2 separate regions of the Sus scrofa genome follow, and region 2 is linked to region 1. The links are chromatin contacts, called in public promoter capture Hi-C maps. All regions are on one chromosome and are shown on one strand. Each heading gives the region's core, a stretch centred on a gene start, on an enhancer-like site or on the middle of the called end of the contact. The rest is flanking DNA. Distances are from core to core; before and after follow the strand shown. Region 1 overlaps LOC110256773 (a long non-coding RNA gene). Region 2 holds the start of GADD45G (growth arrest and DNA damage inducible gamma).

The links. Promoter capture Hi-C pulls out the DNA fragments that hold promoters and counts their contacts.
Region 2: a contact with region 1 is called in a promoter capture Hi-C map of fetal liver, with 3 times the contacts expected there. The contact joins the promoter of GADD45G here to the enhancer-like site in region 1. A contact is called at or near these places in 2 of 5 promoter capture datasets (fetal liver and liver), 12 of 47 Hi-C or Micro-C datasets (embryonic fibroblasts, epiblast stem cells, fetal heart ventricle and 5 more) and 2 of 2 datasets of contacts at active chromatin or transcription factors (alveolar macrophages and skeletal muscle).

What each region holds. Positions count from the first base shown.
Region 1 is chr14:1,287,651-1,295,225 of Sscrofa11.1, forward strand. LOC110256773 (a long non-coding RNA gene) reads right to left here. Exons shown (of 3, transcript XR_002338728.1): 2 at 7,503-7,575; 3 at 7,035-7,142. Among named protein-coding and RNA genes, the nearest start is that of GADD45G, 130 kb to the left of the region's middle. Within about 2 kb of position 3,236, at least 23 of the 83 cell types and tissues checked have an H3K27ac peak or open chromatin away from gene starts, as enhancers often do. A contact at or near this core is called in embryonic fibroblasts, fetal liver and skeletal muscle, where this site is marked.
Region 2 is chr14:1,163,434-1,171,008 of Sscrofa11.1, forward strand. GADD45G (growth arrest and DNA damage inducible gamma) reads left to right here and starts at 2,567. Exons shown (of 4, transcript NM_001185129.1): 1 at 2,567-2,712; 2 at 2,974-3,075; 3 at 3,206-3,419; 4 at 3,499-4,105. The coding sequence starts at 2,660. The coding sequence ends at 3,609.

The sequences.
Region 1 (7,575 bases), core at 1,986-4,485:
CCGGGAAGGTCCCTGACCTCATTCCTACAGGGTGTTTTCCTGGCTTCCTGAGTCGCCAAGATTAGCTGCATTTCCCCCTCTTAGGAACCGCAGCTTGATCTGCCGCAGGAGGTCCTGCAGCTCTGCACGCCTGCAGGGGGCTTGAGCGCTCGCAGGGAGGATCCCCAGGTTACCAGCCTGGCTGGGGTTGGGCCTTGGTGAGACTTCAGTGATGGCCTGACCCATGCAGAGACGGGTGATACACGCATTTCTCTTACGATCCGAAGGCCTTTTTCCCCAGTCAAATAGTTTAAAGGCTTGAAATCTGGTTCATCTGGAAGTGACCACTCTTGCATCTCGGGGTGGTTGTTAAAATGCACATTCCTAGACCCCTTGCTAACAATTTTAATACAGATTGTGTATGTGTATGGTGTGTTGTGTGCATATGTGTGTGATGTGGTACGAGATGTGTTATGTTGTGTGTATATGTTCGTGGTGTGGTATTTGTGGTGTGCGTGGTGTGTATATGCATTGTGTGTGTGTGGTATGTTGTGTGGTACGTGGTGTATGTGTTATGGTGTGTATTCGTGTGCGTGTGTGTATGTTGTGTAGTCTGTGTGTGTGTGGTGTGTATATGTGTTGTATGCATGTGTGGTGTATGTGCACTGTGTGTGTGTGGTATGTTGTGTGGTGTGTATGTGGGGGGTGTATGTGTAGTCTGTGTGTGTGGTGCGTGTGTGTGTGTGTGTGGTGTGTGTATATGCATTGTGCATGTGTGGTGTATGTGTAGTGTGTGTGTGTAGTATGGTGTTTGTGGTGTGTATGTGTATGGTGTGTGTGGGTGTGGGTGGTGTATGTGTAGTGTGTGTGGTTTATACGTGTGTTGTGTGTAAGTGTGCCTACGTATGGTGGGAGGCGACAGGGAGCTTCATTTGTTACCAGTGCTCCCAGTACAGAGGTTCTGGAAATCATATTGCTTCAAAAGCCTGGGTCAGGCCTGACAAGTGGGGAGGACAAAAGCAGTCTGGACAGTCAGTTAAAGAACCAGATCCCACGCTCAGTGGGGTGTTGGATTGCAGTAAACCCGGGCGCTCCTCTTCCTGCATCTCGTGAGAAGATCAGGGCGGCGCGGTCCCCAGCGCCCGTCTGTTTGTCCAGGGAGCAGTTTGTCAGGCAGCGGGAGTCAGTGGTCACACCCGCCCTCTGTGGTTGGGGGCCCAGTGAGTGTCAGCAGGCAGGACACTGTTTAGACAGAAAGGACTTGCCTTTCTGTCAACACTGGAGCATTTGTCTCCTGCGGGCTCCGTGGGAGCTGTTTACAGGAAGCCTCTGGAGCCCCTGGTGCAGCGACGGTTCTCAGGGCTGGTGCGGGGGCAGCATCCAGGCACCTGGTGTGGTTCTGCTCTCTGGCTTTGCCAATAACTCCAAGTCGAGTTTGGTTTAAAGGATATTTCTAGTTATCTACCGAACAACAAATTGATAGCTGCTTTCTTTTACCTAAGAAAGTTCCCATGTTGGTACTTTATTTTTTAAATTTGATTTAACTTTTTATTTTTTTAAATTAAAGTATGGTTGATTTACAACGTGGTGCCAGCTCTTGCTGTACCGCCGAGTGGGGAGTTTGGGGTTAGTAGATGAAACTATTACATTTAGAAAAGCAATGAGCTCCTAACGAACATCTAGTCTCCTGGGTATGATGGAAAAAGAATGTGCCTGTATGTATGACTGGTTCACTTTGCTGTGTGGTACTGGTACTTTAGATACTTTGGTCTTTCAAAATTAATTTTTATTGTGCAATATTTGAGTTTGTGGCATCTGGGTCCGAGTTTAAGTCTTTTCTATGAGATAGTCTCTTTTCTTATGATATATGGTATGATACATATGTCTATCTATATCTAAACTATCTAGCAGTGCACCATATATACCATGTAGCCTAACTGGATAAAAGTGCAATAACCTACTTTCTCTCCCCACCAGCTCTCCCAGTGCCTTCATTTCAGATGGGAAGGGCTTCTCAATTGTCCCCAACCTAGTGATTCAGGCTCCCAGCTCCCATTTCATCAGTGTGTGGTTGTCTCGCCGACATGGCTCTTGCTGTTGGGTGCCCCCTGTGCCTTGTTCCCTGTGCACATCCAGTCCACCGCGGTCCACGAGAGAGGCGTCCTGCCTGGCCCTGACCTCTGCAGGTCTGCTCCTTGTCCTCCTTGGCCACCTTCAACGTGGGGACTTTGCCCGCTGCCCAGCACTGTTACAGCTCTCTTCCCTGCAGCCTCCCTCTGGGTTGTCTCTATTTCTCTCCAATGAGATTGTTCCTCTTTAAGGCTGACTGGAGTTCTTCCTTGCCTCCTTCCACCTCTAGGTCTCACCTAGACACTGATGCTTCTGGTGGGCAGGCCCGGCTGAAGGCTGCTCACTGCCTTGGGGTTTGCTGTTGCTGCCACCATGCAGGATGAGGGGAGAGAGGTGTGTGTTCTGAGAGCCCCAAGGGCCCCCTTGACTCTATAGTCTTGGGCTTTCAAACTCCTGTGTATCAGCAGAAACATCTCTTTAAATGTCCAATATGCACAACAGATGGGACAGAGCCTGCCCAGCTGTGGTGGTGGGCCCCGTTTACTTCTCACACCCCACATAGCACCCCAGGGAGGCTTGAGAAACCCAAAGCCTTAGGGACCACAGGGCGTGCTATTTGAGCACTTTACCCCTAATAATTACACAAAAGGGCTCCAGGATTTTTTTTTTTTTTTTTAAAGGGCTGCACCTGCTGCATATGGAAGTTTCCAGGCTAGGGGTGGAATTAGAGTTGTAGCTGTCAGCCTATGCCATAGCCACAGCCAGAGAGCCACAGCAACATGGGATCTGAGTTATGTGTGCGACCTACACCACAGCTCATGGCAATGCCAGATCCTTAACCCACTGAGCGAGGTCAGGGATTGATCTCTTGTCATTATGGATATTAGTCGGGTATGTAACCCGGTAAGCCACAATGGGAACTCCCCAGAATTTTTCTTTTTTTCCTTTTGGGGCTGAAGAAAACAACATTTGAATGGGTTTTTAGTTGGAGAGGAAAGACTCCTTTCGTTAAAACGCCTTTTGTGTTTGCCCTTTCCTCTTCTTTGTGTTTTCAGGGAAAGTTGGAAAGGAAGAATTGATTCTGCTGTTTGGATGAGCCACTTTCCCCGTGCAGGTGGAGGAAGGCCTCGGCCCAGGAAACAGGAGAGTGTACAAACAAAGCATCTATTCTATAAATAGTCCTCCCTAGGCATGACTCAGGGGGCCTGGACCAGCCACTCCAGCCACGCAGGCTGACGAATCCTGTGTTACGGAAACGTTGCAAAAGCAGCTTGTAATTTGTTGTTCTTCATTCCTATGTTGCTTTGAGAGAGCGAGAGAGAGAGAGGGGCTGACTTTCCTTCCTTGGCGGATCATAACCCACATCACTGCTGATTTGAAAAAATCATTGTGTCCTGGACAATCACAGTGTCCGTCGTTCTTGGAAGACAGATGTGGAGGCCACCGTGCTCTGTGTCGTGCAGCTCCGAGGTCGAGTAAAAGAGCAGGATCCCGGCCTGCAAGGTCAAGGAAATAACACACAGCTGCTCTGTACAGCTCTTCTTGCTGGTTGGCAGATGTGCACGCAGCAACAGGGAAAACCATCTTCTCTTTTGAAAACAGTGGTGATTTACAGAGAAAGTGTATTACGTGGCTGGTACATACCTGTCTAGAAAGCTTAGGTTGAAGGCAGCATCATAAGAAAATCAACCCCCACTCCCCCCCGCCCCACCCTGGCAGCCTGAATCCTTTTGTGGGAAATTGTTTTCCAGATAATTCTGCTGTCCTTGGGGCTTTTGGAACAAGGAGAGTGATTTAGTATCTTCCAGAGACTTCTGTAATTCCCGGGCTCTGGGCCACGCTCTGTCCGTGTTTTCTTCCTCTGGTTCCGTGCAAAGAGGATGGGGTGCTGGGAGGTACGTTCGCAGAAGGACCCGGGATTTTAATCGTCAAGAGCTGGCAACCCTGTCAGAGACTTGGGACAGGATATCAGTCTTTGTTTTACGGCCTAAGTTGAGGCAGGAGTTTTGTGAATTTTCTCTCTGACGCTGCCGTCACAAAGACTTATCGGTGGCCTGGCAGTTGAAAAGGTCACATTGGGATTTCTTAATCCTGGGTCCACAGACCTTTAGGCAGCCACTGGAATGTTTCGGGGGGCGGGGTGGGGATTGCGAATGTGGATGAGGATGCACTGTGGCTTCCGTTTCACTAGCCTCTCGCTTCCACATTGCTGTCTGCCCTGTTGACGGGACCTTGGACCACCCATCGGCAGGATCACAGCTCACCTCCTTTTGGGACAATTGTTGCAGACACCTTAACATTCCCCCTTATGCTTATCAACGCCTCAATGTGGTAGTTCATAGAGCAACTCCTGATTCGTGATTTAGTATCTTTGTGAAGAACCTTTCAAATTATAACAATTATTTTTTATAGCTCGAGTTCACTCTGATTGGTTTCCTTCGTAATTCTGCACATTTTATGAATTTAATTAATTAATTAATTTTTTGTCTTTTGAGGGCCTCACTGGCACATGGAGGTTCCCAGGCTAGGGGTCTAATTGGACCTGCAGCTGCCGGCCTATACCACAGCGATAACAATGCAGGATCCCAGCCACGTGCATCTGCAACTTACACCTCAGCTCACGGTAATGCCAGATCCTCAACCCACTGAGCAAGGCCAGCAATCAAACCCGCAACTTCATGGTTCCTAGTCAGATTCGTTTCTGCTGTGCCATTAAGGGAACTCCCTCATTTTATTAATTTAAAAACACTATTCCATGAAGGGGTCTATAGGTCTTGTCAGCCTGCCTTAGAAATCCATGCACAGACATTGTTCAAAACCCCGTGGGAGGAGTTCCCTTCATGGCTGAGCGGTTAACGTTCCCGACTAGGATCCATGAGGATGTGGGCTCCGTCCCTGGCCTCCCTCAGTGTGTGGGGATCCTGCGTTGCTGTGAGATATGGTGTGGGTTGCAGACATAGCTCGGATCCCGCACTGCTGTGGCTCTGGTGTAGGCCGGCAGCTGCAGCTCCCACTCGAACACTAGCCTGGGAACTTCCCTATGCCACAGGTATGGCCATTAAAAAAAAATTATAGTAGTAAGAAAAAAAAGATAATGTCAATGGACAGAAAGACAAACTCTGGTCCAAAATGCGCTTTAAGAGTTCTTCTGGGGAGCTTGGATTTTTGTGGTGGTGAAGCATGTAGTAATTCCTGATGTGGTCACTTTCGGGACGGTCATCAATATTCAATTGATAATCTTTTTTTGCTTTTTTTTTAGGCAAATGAGCATACTTAGCTTTCATAATCAGAATGCAAAGTAGCAAAACACCAGAAACTTTCATGGAATCAGCAAGAGCAGAGGTAGTTCTACCTACTAGTTAATTTCATTGAGGGAAGCAAAGTCCTTTGGAAAAGAAATTGACAATGATTTCACTTTTTGTTAGTTTCCTATTTTCTGTTTAGTCCGGGTTTTTTTTTTTTTTTTTTTTTTTTTTTTTGTGATCTTCTGAGCCAGATACTTTTTTAAGAGGCATACCAAGCAGGTAAGGATTCCACAGAGTACGTATTCTGGATGGGCAGCCTTGCTGCCAGCAAGTGTGGGGACCACTGTGTTTCACCCACTCCATCTGTGCTGGGGAGACAGGCACACAGGCTCAGAGTTGCCTGTCTTTTCTTTGCCACTGGAGATGCTACTGCCATGCGTGATCTTCGCAGGCAACTCAGAACAACAATCAAGCCCAGATTCCATGTGTGAGCCCAGCATTCAGCACTGTTGATTCTTGCTGGGTGAGAAATGGGAAGTGCCAACATCTTTTGCTTGTGCTCAGAAACGAAACAAAACAAACCAACTCATGTGGCTTAGCAAACATTCTGCATTACTTTGTGTAAGTGAGACATTTAGAATTCGGATGAAGGGGATGCGAAGATCCCATGGGACCAGGCATTTCCTTACTCACCCAAAGTGAGTAGGAGGTCCGCTCCCAGCACCCTGGCCTCCCTCTCAGATGCGGTGGTAACATGCAGATAGGCCTGGGGGGTGCAGGGCTGGCAGTGCTGCTACTCCATTTCCTAGGGCATGGTGGGCACGGGAACCACTGGGAAAGCCAGGATTCAACATGCGCCATCTCCCACGTGACTGCAAAAGAGTCAAATTTCAAGGGCTGGACAAGCATGGAACCTTCCAGTCCATGAGCATGATGCTTTGCTAAATAGCCTAAGGACACTTCCCTCTGCAAAGCTTTCTGTCTCCCACCCACTGATCTTCCCACAGAACACGTGTCCTCTCTTCCCTTTGACCCTTGAGTCTTTGCATAGATCTTGCACAAAATTCTCTTATGCCTCCTACATGCTTTATTGTAATTGCTGGCTTGTGTGCCAGTCACCTGGATAAGCAGTGAGCTTTTGGAGGTAGGCAGGCACACCTTTTCATCTGTGCAACCTCAGTACCTAGTTCGTGACCTACATCGCAGGCACTTGGTGCTTGTTGAATGACTGAATGAAGACAAAGACACAGGGCTGAGAGTGACAGAGAATAACACTTGGGTCTCACCATTCCCCAGCCAAGTAAAAACTTTGGCATCATTGACTCTTGGTCACCTGTAAAAGAAGACAGAGATTTCATCCACACCAGATAACTGCTTCCCAAGGCTCCTTTTGGACCTTATAGTTCTTTTTGAAATTCATTTTCGGTTTTGGTCAAAAGTACCAGAGATTGTTTGACCCAAAGGCATGGACTGTGGATTTAGCAGACCTGGCTAAATCCTGTCTTTGTCACTCATTAACCAGATGTCGTGTCCTGGCAAAGAGCCCTGAGCTCCCTGGGCCACAGCTTACTCCTCTGTAAACGTGGAAACGATCATAGGAGCCGAATTCAGGGGGGCTGTAAGTTTTACCTCCCTGCAGACTCACTGACGCGGCCCTATCATTTTTTTTCACTCGCTCACCAAACCTCCTTTGAGCCCTTATGTGCACCTTGTTCAGGGCCTCGGAGTCTGAGGATGGAGATCGGATGAAAGCTCAGTTGTGTGGGGGAAGCCGGACATCACCCCGGTAGACTGGGATCCAGGTGATAACACTGTCGGCCAAGGTCCTGGGCCCAGGGCCCATGTTGCCTGCAGTGGGAGGAGAGAAAAATCAAAGAAGCCTCAAGTAAGAAAACAACAACCAAGGACTCTAGGTGGGCCTTTAGGGGGGGGTTAGGGGTGGGTGTTCAATATACACTAGGCTTTCTCTGCTCACGGACATTAATTTATTTATAAGTAAGTACAGCTAATCCCCCACTTATGCAACTGTTCCATTCCAAAGATCTTTCTCAACCTGAACTTTGCCTGAGAAGAAAAAGAAACAAACGGCTGCTTTCTTTCTTTTTTTTTGAGGATGGCTTTGGAGTCAAAGATATAGACCCCTTTTGACATGCACACAACTTCCTATCTGTTACTTATTCCAAAATACTTTGATGTAGAGTCAGCTACCTTGCATGCCGGGGGGAGAATGCAGTGGCCATGTTCCTACTTCAATCTGCTCATTTTTCCTCTTGTCTGTGAG
Region 2 (7,575 bases), core at 1,317-3,816, 120 kb before region 1:
ATACTTGTAATGGGGTGCTGGCTTTGCCCCCCTCCTCCCCTTAGTCTGACCAGCAAACTTGAAATGGGCTGTTCCTGACCCAGTAGCTTTTGCATTTGTCTAAACTGCAGGGGTGGGGGCTGGGGGGTAGGGGTGGGAGGTGGGGGTGGGGGTAGGGGTGGGGGGTGGGGGGTGGGGGTGGGGGTCTAGTGGAGGGCCCTCTTAGCTTCCAGACACAATGTTTCTTTCCTAATTGTGATGAAGGCTTTGGGGCCATTCTGCCTGACCCAATAAACCCATGTGAAGCCATATCCTATGTCAGAGAGGTGGGTTTTCCTGAAATTGAATACCTTAAAAATGTGAGTGAAGTAGAATAGCCCCCAGGGGTTGTCAATCAGCCTTCTTCCTCCAGGCTGGCTCAGTGCCAACTGGAAAAGCTGTCTCCTGTCCCCCCCTCCCCAGGGGCCTTTCTCTAGGAGGAGGGGCTGAGGCCTGCTGTGGGGGGAGATTTCTAGTGTTTTAAGTTGGGGGGTGGGTAAGCACTGAGATGTCAAATAGGTCTCATTTTTGCAACAATTCCTGGGGACATGGAACTAATACATTTTAAGGAGTGTTTAATAACTTACTTTTAAAAACGATTTTTATTTTTTCCATCATAGCTGGTTTACAGTCTTCTGTCAGTTTTCCACTGCACAGCAAGGTGACCCAGTCACACATACATGTATACATTCTTTGTCTCACATTATCATGCTCCATCATAAGTGACTAGATATAGTTCTCAGTGCTATAAAAACAGTTTGAGTGTTTAATAATTTAATTAGAGCAATACCTAAGTCTCAATCACTTAAGAAAAAACACTTTATCCAATCAAGGCCCACCATCATTTTAAACACCACCAACAACGAACGAGAAGATACAGTAGCAAATAATCACCGCCTGATGCCGTCTGACTCCCGCTGTTATAAAACGCCTCGGATTTCAGGGATATGAGGTAAGCAAAGACCCAATTCTTGGCATCAGGAAGTGGCCTGCTTTCGCAGCTGTCCTCTGGCAGCTGGCCACCGGGTGGCGCAAAACGCCAGCGCACTCGGCTGTTTTTCTTACCCGTTATCTCCGGTCTTGCACCAGAGCCTGGGCTTCCAGCGAATTCACCCCGGCCCGCAAACAGTCCTGTCCAGTCTCTAAGGCCTCATCTAGAAAAGAGGGGCAATGGAATGCACCGCAGCACTGGTTTCAACGTAGAGCAGAGAGATGCAGACACCAAAAGTGATAAGTTGAGTGAGCGAAGGGTCTTTTCGTTTGTCCCCAACTCCTTCCGGCGTGGGTTTTGCAGCCTTTCTTCTGACTTCTGTTAATACGCAGCTTGGAGGGAGCTCAGCCGACCCTACCAGGGCAGCTCCTTGACCAGGAGGCTGCAGGCCAAGTCACTAGTGGTCAATGCAAGTGTAGGGGAGGGAGGTGGTCAGGATCTTTCCTGCCGGCCTGTAGATGGCGCTCCGGGAAAGATATTCCGAGCCGCGTTCCCCAAGCTCTAGGGGCCTGGAGCCAAGGGGTCCGGGCTGAGCGCAGCCGGCTGTGTAAATGGTGCAGCAGCCAGGTGTTCCTTCCAACTGCCACCGCTGTTCCGCACGTGTGCAAGGACCCGGTGGGGCGGAATTACATGCAAACGTGCCGCTGGTGCAGCAGGGCCTGTGCGGGGGTGGGGGTGGGGAGCCGCGCACCGAGGAGGGCAGGAGCGGCACGCGGCCCCGACCCCCACGCGCCAGGCAGCCCGGCGACCCCCACGAGCGGCAGGGCCCTACCCACCCCACCCAGCGGCAGGTGGACAGTGTCGCTATGAAGAGAAAGCTTCGATTGTCCCTCCCACAAACCGCCACACGCCAGACCTCCGCTATTGTGCGTCCTCCATAGAAATGCAAACGAGCCGCGTGCGCCGGCCGCAATCTGCTCGGGAGCCCCGGCGCCCCGCAGCGCTCTGCAGAGGGCGGGGAGCTCGGGTGGGACTTTCCAGCGCGACGGGGTCGGAGCCTTGATTCTGCAGGGAGAACCTCGCATTCCGGGCCCTAGTGTCAGGTGGAGGGAGCTGCGCCCGGGCCTTTTGCAAGCTTAAAGCCAGGACTGTGTGTTTTTAAGTTCCGCTTTAAAAGCTACTGTCTCATAAACTCCAAATTAAGAGTAAAGAAAAAATAGAAAGGTAACAACAAAAATAAATGCAAAAATAAATTCATTAGATTCTCCAACGGTGCATTTCACAAATTGCAGCGTACTATTAGCTAGCAAGGGTTTGGCTTTTTTTTTTTTTTTAAACTTTTCCCTTTTAAAGACTTAAAAACAAAAAGGCTAGATGAAATCTGCAGGCTCCAGGCTGCCTGGTAACACCCCGACAAAAGCAGCAGATTTGAGGCATTGTCATCCCCCGCACCCCTCCCCACGTGGCCTTCTGGCACGAGCCGCCGGCCGCCGCCTCATTTGCATCAGAAAGCGGGCGCCGGCCAATGGGCGCGCAGGCTTGCGCCAGCTGGCGGCGCCGAAGACCCAGCCTATATAAAGGCGCGCGGCGGGACCCGGGCTCACTCGCTGGCGGTGGGCACGCCGAGCAGAGCTGCGGGCTGATCTCTCTTCGCTCGCGTCCGCTCCGCCCTCTGCTTTTGTGGATAACTTGCTGCTTGCGGATCGCAACATGACTCTGGAAGAAGTTCGCGGCCAGGATACGGTTCCAGAAAGCACGGCCAGGTAAGTCCGCGCTGAGCGCCGAACGTCTCAGGGCTCCGGGATCCTGGTCCTGCCCTGGCCGCGGCTGGTTGGGCGCAGTCTTCGAAACCTTCCGGGGTGGGGGTCCGCTGGGTAGAAGTCAGGCCCAAGTGTTTCCGCTGGGCTGGGGGTGCGGCACTGGGCTGGAGCGCCGGAGTCGGGCGCCGGGGGTGCCTCCCAGGGCTCGGGGGTCCTGGCTCACCCTCCGGCCTGTCCACGCTCATGGCGGTGGCTCCTCCACAGGATGCAGGGCGCCGGGAAAGCACTGCACGAGCTGTTGCTGTCGGCGCAGCGACAGGGCTGCCTCACCGCCGGCGTCTACGAGTCCGCCAAAGTCCTGAATGTGTGAGTATAGACGCGGTCCGGGCGAGGCGGCCGGGGGCGGGCAGAGCGGCAAGGGAGACCGGGGAGAAGGCGGCACGGGGCACCCGGGGCACACCGATCTGACCTCTTCACCTCCTTCTCGCTCGCGCAGGGACCCCGACAACGTGACCTTTTGCGTGCTGGCTGCTGACGAGGAAGACGAGGGCGACATTGCGCTGCAAATTCACTTCACTTTGATCCAGGCGTTCTGCTGTGAGAACGACATCGACATCGTGCGTGTGGGCGATGTACAGCGGCTGGCGGCGATCGTGGGCACCGGTGACGAGGCGGGCACGCCGGGAGACCTGCATTGCATCCTCATTTCGGTGAGTGTCGCCTCCATCCCGATGTCATCCCTGCCCTTGCCAGCGGCCAGCCCGGTTGACCTCTGGACTCTCTTCGCAGAACCCCAATGAGGACGCGTGGAAGGACCCCGCCTTGGAGAAGCTCAGCCTGTTCTGCGAGGAGAGTCGCAGCGTCAACGACTGGGTGCCCAATATCACCCTCCCCGAGTGACAGCCCGGCGGGGGTCTTGGTCTGATCGACGTGGTAACGCCCCGGGGCGCCTAGCGCGGGGCTGGCTCTGTGGATGCGCCCTAGGAGGGCGCCCGAGTGCGGCGTGGAGACTGGCAGGCGCCGGCGCGTGGAGAGCGGCGAGGAGGTGCGGCTCCCTCCCGAGGAGGGGCCCGGCGGCGACAGGGGCAGGCTGGCCCCAGCCCAGGACTCTACAAGTGTGGGGAGCGGTTGCTCGCCCAGGAAGGCCGGAGGCGGGACGTTGGCCGCGCGGCCGGGAAGGACAGACTGGCCGGGCAGGCGTGACTCAGCAGCCTGTGCTCCCGGCAGAAAGGAGGGGAAAGGCAAGGCCAGGAGGCCTGGACTTGTACAGTAACAGAAGCTCTGACGGACTTAGCAGTAGGCACTGCTGTTTCAAAACGGATCCGGGCGATGCTTCGTTTTCTAAAGGATTATGCTGCTGCAGCGTTGAGTCTTACAATAAACTTACTGAAAAAAACTTAACTCTCTTTATTGAGGGCAGGGGATCTTTGTCTGAGGGGAAGGTGGTTAGCGGGATTGCTGACGATTTCTGAAATTCCCGGAACTCGCTGGCACCTGTTCCATCTTCCTGTTAGGGCTGAATTACAGGCTCCCGGGGTGCTCGAAGTGGGGGAGGGGGCGTTGGCTGGGTGTTAGCAGAACTTGAGCCGTGCCCTCCTCTCCCTTTAGGAAGATTTTTACACTCGCAAGATAGGAGCATACTTGGGATAAGCCATCAGTGCAGCAGCTGGCCATCCAACCTGATAACGGAGGCCTTTCCTTTCCCTCCCCTCCTCCTTCTCTCCCCTCTGCCCCCTCCCTTCCAACAGCTGCTTATCGAACAGCTTGCAGGATGCAGGCAGCTCCTTCCTGTGCAATGAGCATTGCCTTCTGCAGGGGCTGCCCTTTGTGGTCCCTGAGGATGGCGGCAGACTGCTCTGAGGAACCTTTTTATCTCAAAGGGATGGCGCTTAGAGCAATGTCACCAAGGTATTAATATCGCATATGACATGATGACTGCATTTGCGTGTGAGTCATCATTTTGTCATGGCTGTGATAGAACTTAAAAAGATCTTAGCAAAGAATGGTAAAGCGGCATCTGCACAAATGGGTGTGAGCAATTCTGAGTGGGGCCAGCATCTGCTTTGTACTATTTTCAGGGTTCTTTGCCCACATCAGACTTATTGAGGACTACTGCTCTTCACAGCAGCCTTTAAAGACTTAGAGAAGAAAAATAATTTTAATCTTTTTGACAAAGATTTCCCTTAAGAAGGCTCTAGAGGGAAATGTGCAGAGTGAATCAGTCTTTTTTTACCAAGCCAATAGTATCTTGATTTCACTCTCATGCCTGTCTATACTGCTTTCAGTGGGGGAAATACACACGCGGCTGCTAGATGCTGTTAGCAAGCTGCCCAGTGGTCCACTGAGCCTTCGAGGCAAAGGGGAAGGGATGGTGTACTCTTTTCCTAAGAAGAAAACTCCACTGATTTTTTTTTTTTTTCAGCAGTCCCTGGCAGCTGATTCTACTTGGTGGGTTCCACTTTTTAAATTCTCCCCAAATTGTGGGAGAATTAACAGGACTGCTTAAAGCATCTTGCTTCACACCTATCAGCTCTTAAAAACATTTCTTCCTCGACTAGTCTAGCCAGTGAAATAATTCAGCTGTGTTTGTACCCAAGTTTCACTACTATTTCACCTATTTCCTGCTCAAAACCTCAAGTTTTCCACATGGAGGGTGGAGCCTCACGGGATGAATCTCTATAGCAGTCTGCATTCTGGCCTAATGACCACTTGCCACAGTTTGCTATAGTAAACACAAATGGGACATCATTACTTCGAAAGCTACCCTTTAGCTTTACCCAAATTTAGCCCGACATTGCACAGAGCAGACCCTCCTGCTGGCCCAGTGACCCTTGTAGAACATTCACTTGGCAGCCCTTAAGAAACTTGGCTTTCTTGGGTTAGAATTTACCGCTAGGGCACGTGTTCGAGCCCCAGGAGCTAGAGAATTTACAGGAGGAGCAAAGGGCATGCTTGGACATAGTGCCAGCCCCAAAGCTTGTGCTTAAATCTTTTTTGGGGGGGTATATAAAGTATTTAATGCTATTAAAATGAAATACTCCGGAGGACAGGTAAAACAGGCACAGTGCTTAAAACAGACACAACATATGGATACATTGTAGTATCTATACTTCCACTTCATACTAAGTGGTACTGAATGGACTCGCTAATTATCACAGCCAGGTAGAGGTAGTCAGGCAGACTGTTTAGTATAATGGCCTGCATCTAGAAAGTGCTGAATGAATGACAGTACAACTTCAAAGTTGATGAAGGCATTTGCTAAAGATCCTAACAATCAAATGGACTGGTGGAGTTGGGACCAGGTCGTCTGGTTCCAAGGCCCCACACTTTACCTGTTATGCCACATGACCGGGAAGGAAGTATATCTTACTTTCCTACGATAACTTTCTACGTTTACAAAAGTTTTACATATTCATGGTAGAAAAATTCTAAAACATGCAAAAAAGGAAAGAAAGAAGTAGAAGCACTGGAAGGGGCCATCTCCACATTCTGGTATATTTCTTTCTCGCCTTTTCTACACCTCTGAGGGGTACATATCATGCAACATACAAAACTACTTACAATATGTTGTAAGAAGCTTGTCTATGAAAACTATTATATTTAGAATGGATAAACAACAGGGTCTTTTTTTTTTTTTCTTTTGTCTTTTTAGGGCTTCCTAGGCTAGGGGTCGAATCGGAGCTGTACCGGCCACCCTATAACACAGCCACAGTAATGCTGGATCTGAGCTGAATCTGCAACCTACACCACAGCTCACAGTAATGCTGGATCCTTAACCCACCGAGTGAGGCCAGGGATCGAACCCGTCTTTATGGATACTTGTTGGGTTCGTTAACTACTGAGCCATGACGGGAACTCCAATAACAGGGTCTTACTGTATAGCACAGGGATCTATATTCAATATCCTGTGATAAACCATAGTGGAAAAGAATATGAGAAAGAATGTGTGTGTGTGTGTGTGTATGTGTGTGTGTGTGTATACATACATACATACATATACACATAATGGAATCACTTTGCTGTATAGCAGAAATTAGCACAACACTGTAAATCAACTGTACTTCAATTAAAAGAAAAAAAAGGAGTTCCTGTCATGGTGCAGCGGAAATGAATCCAACTAGGAATCATGTGAGGTTGCAGATTTGATCCCTGGCCCCACTCAGTGGGTTAAGGATCCAGTGTTGCCGTGAGCTGTGGTGTAGGTCACAGATGTGGCTTGGATCTCATGTTGCTGTGGCTGTGGTGCAGGCCGGCAGCAATAGCTCTGATTAGACCCCTAGCCTGGGAACCCTCCATATGCTGTGGGTGCAGCCCTAAAAAGACAAAAAAAAAAAAAAAGAAAAAAAAAAAAGAAGCCGTTTCCTCTTGCACTTGGCCATTTCCTGCAACTTTTGCTTCACATTCTGTTGCATTCCCCTGTGTCACTTGGTGACCTTAGAGGCCAGGGTCTCCAGCTTGGCAGGTGCTCTGTTGGCACGGGCGTGAGGACGCATGTCGAGGCACATGATCTGGTTAGGGCGTCCTCTTTGATTCACGGGCCTCACCGACCAAGACAGATGCCAGCTGTTTGCTGGTCTGAAGCAAGGCTGTGCCTGCCTGAGGGCAATAGGTGGCCATTATGCTCATCTTTTAGTTCCATTAAAATTGTTTGATTCTGATTGTTGCGATAACAAATTGCACTGGCAAAACTGCTGTTGTGAAGATGAAACAAATACAGAAGTTACAGAGGGAACAGCGCTGGGGGGGTGGTCAGGTGACTCTTGTCCACAGGAGGAGCTGGGGCCTCCGTTTTCTTTTCAGTGAGACAAGAGGACAAAATGATTGCCAAGATTTGCTTTAACGACTGTAATGCTGGCTGGGTGTTAC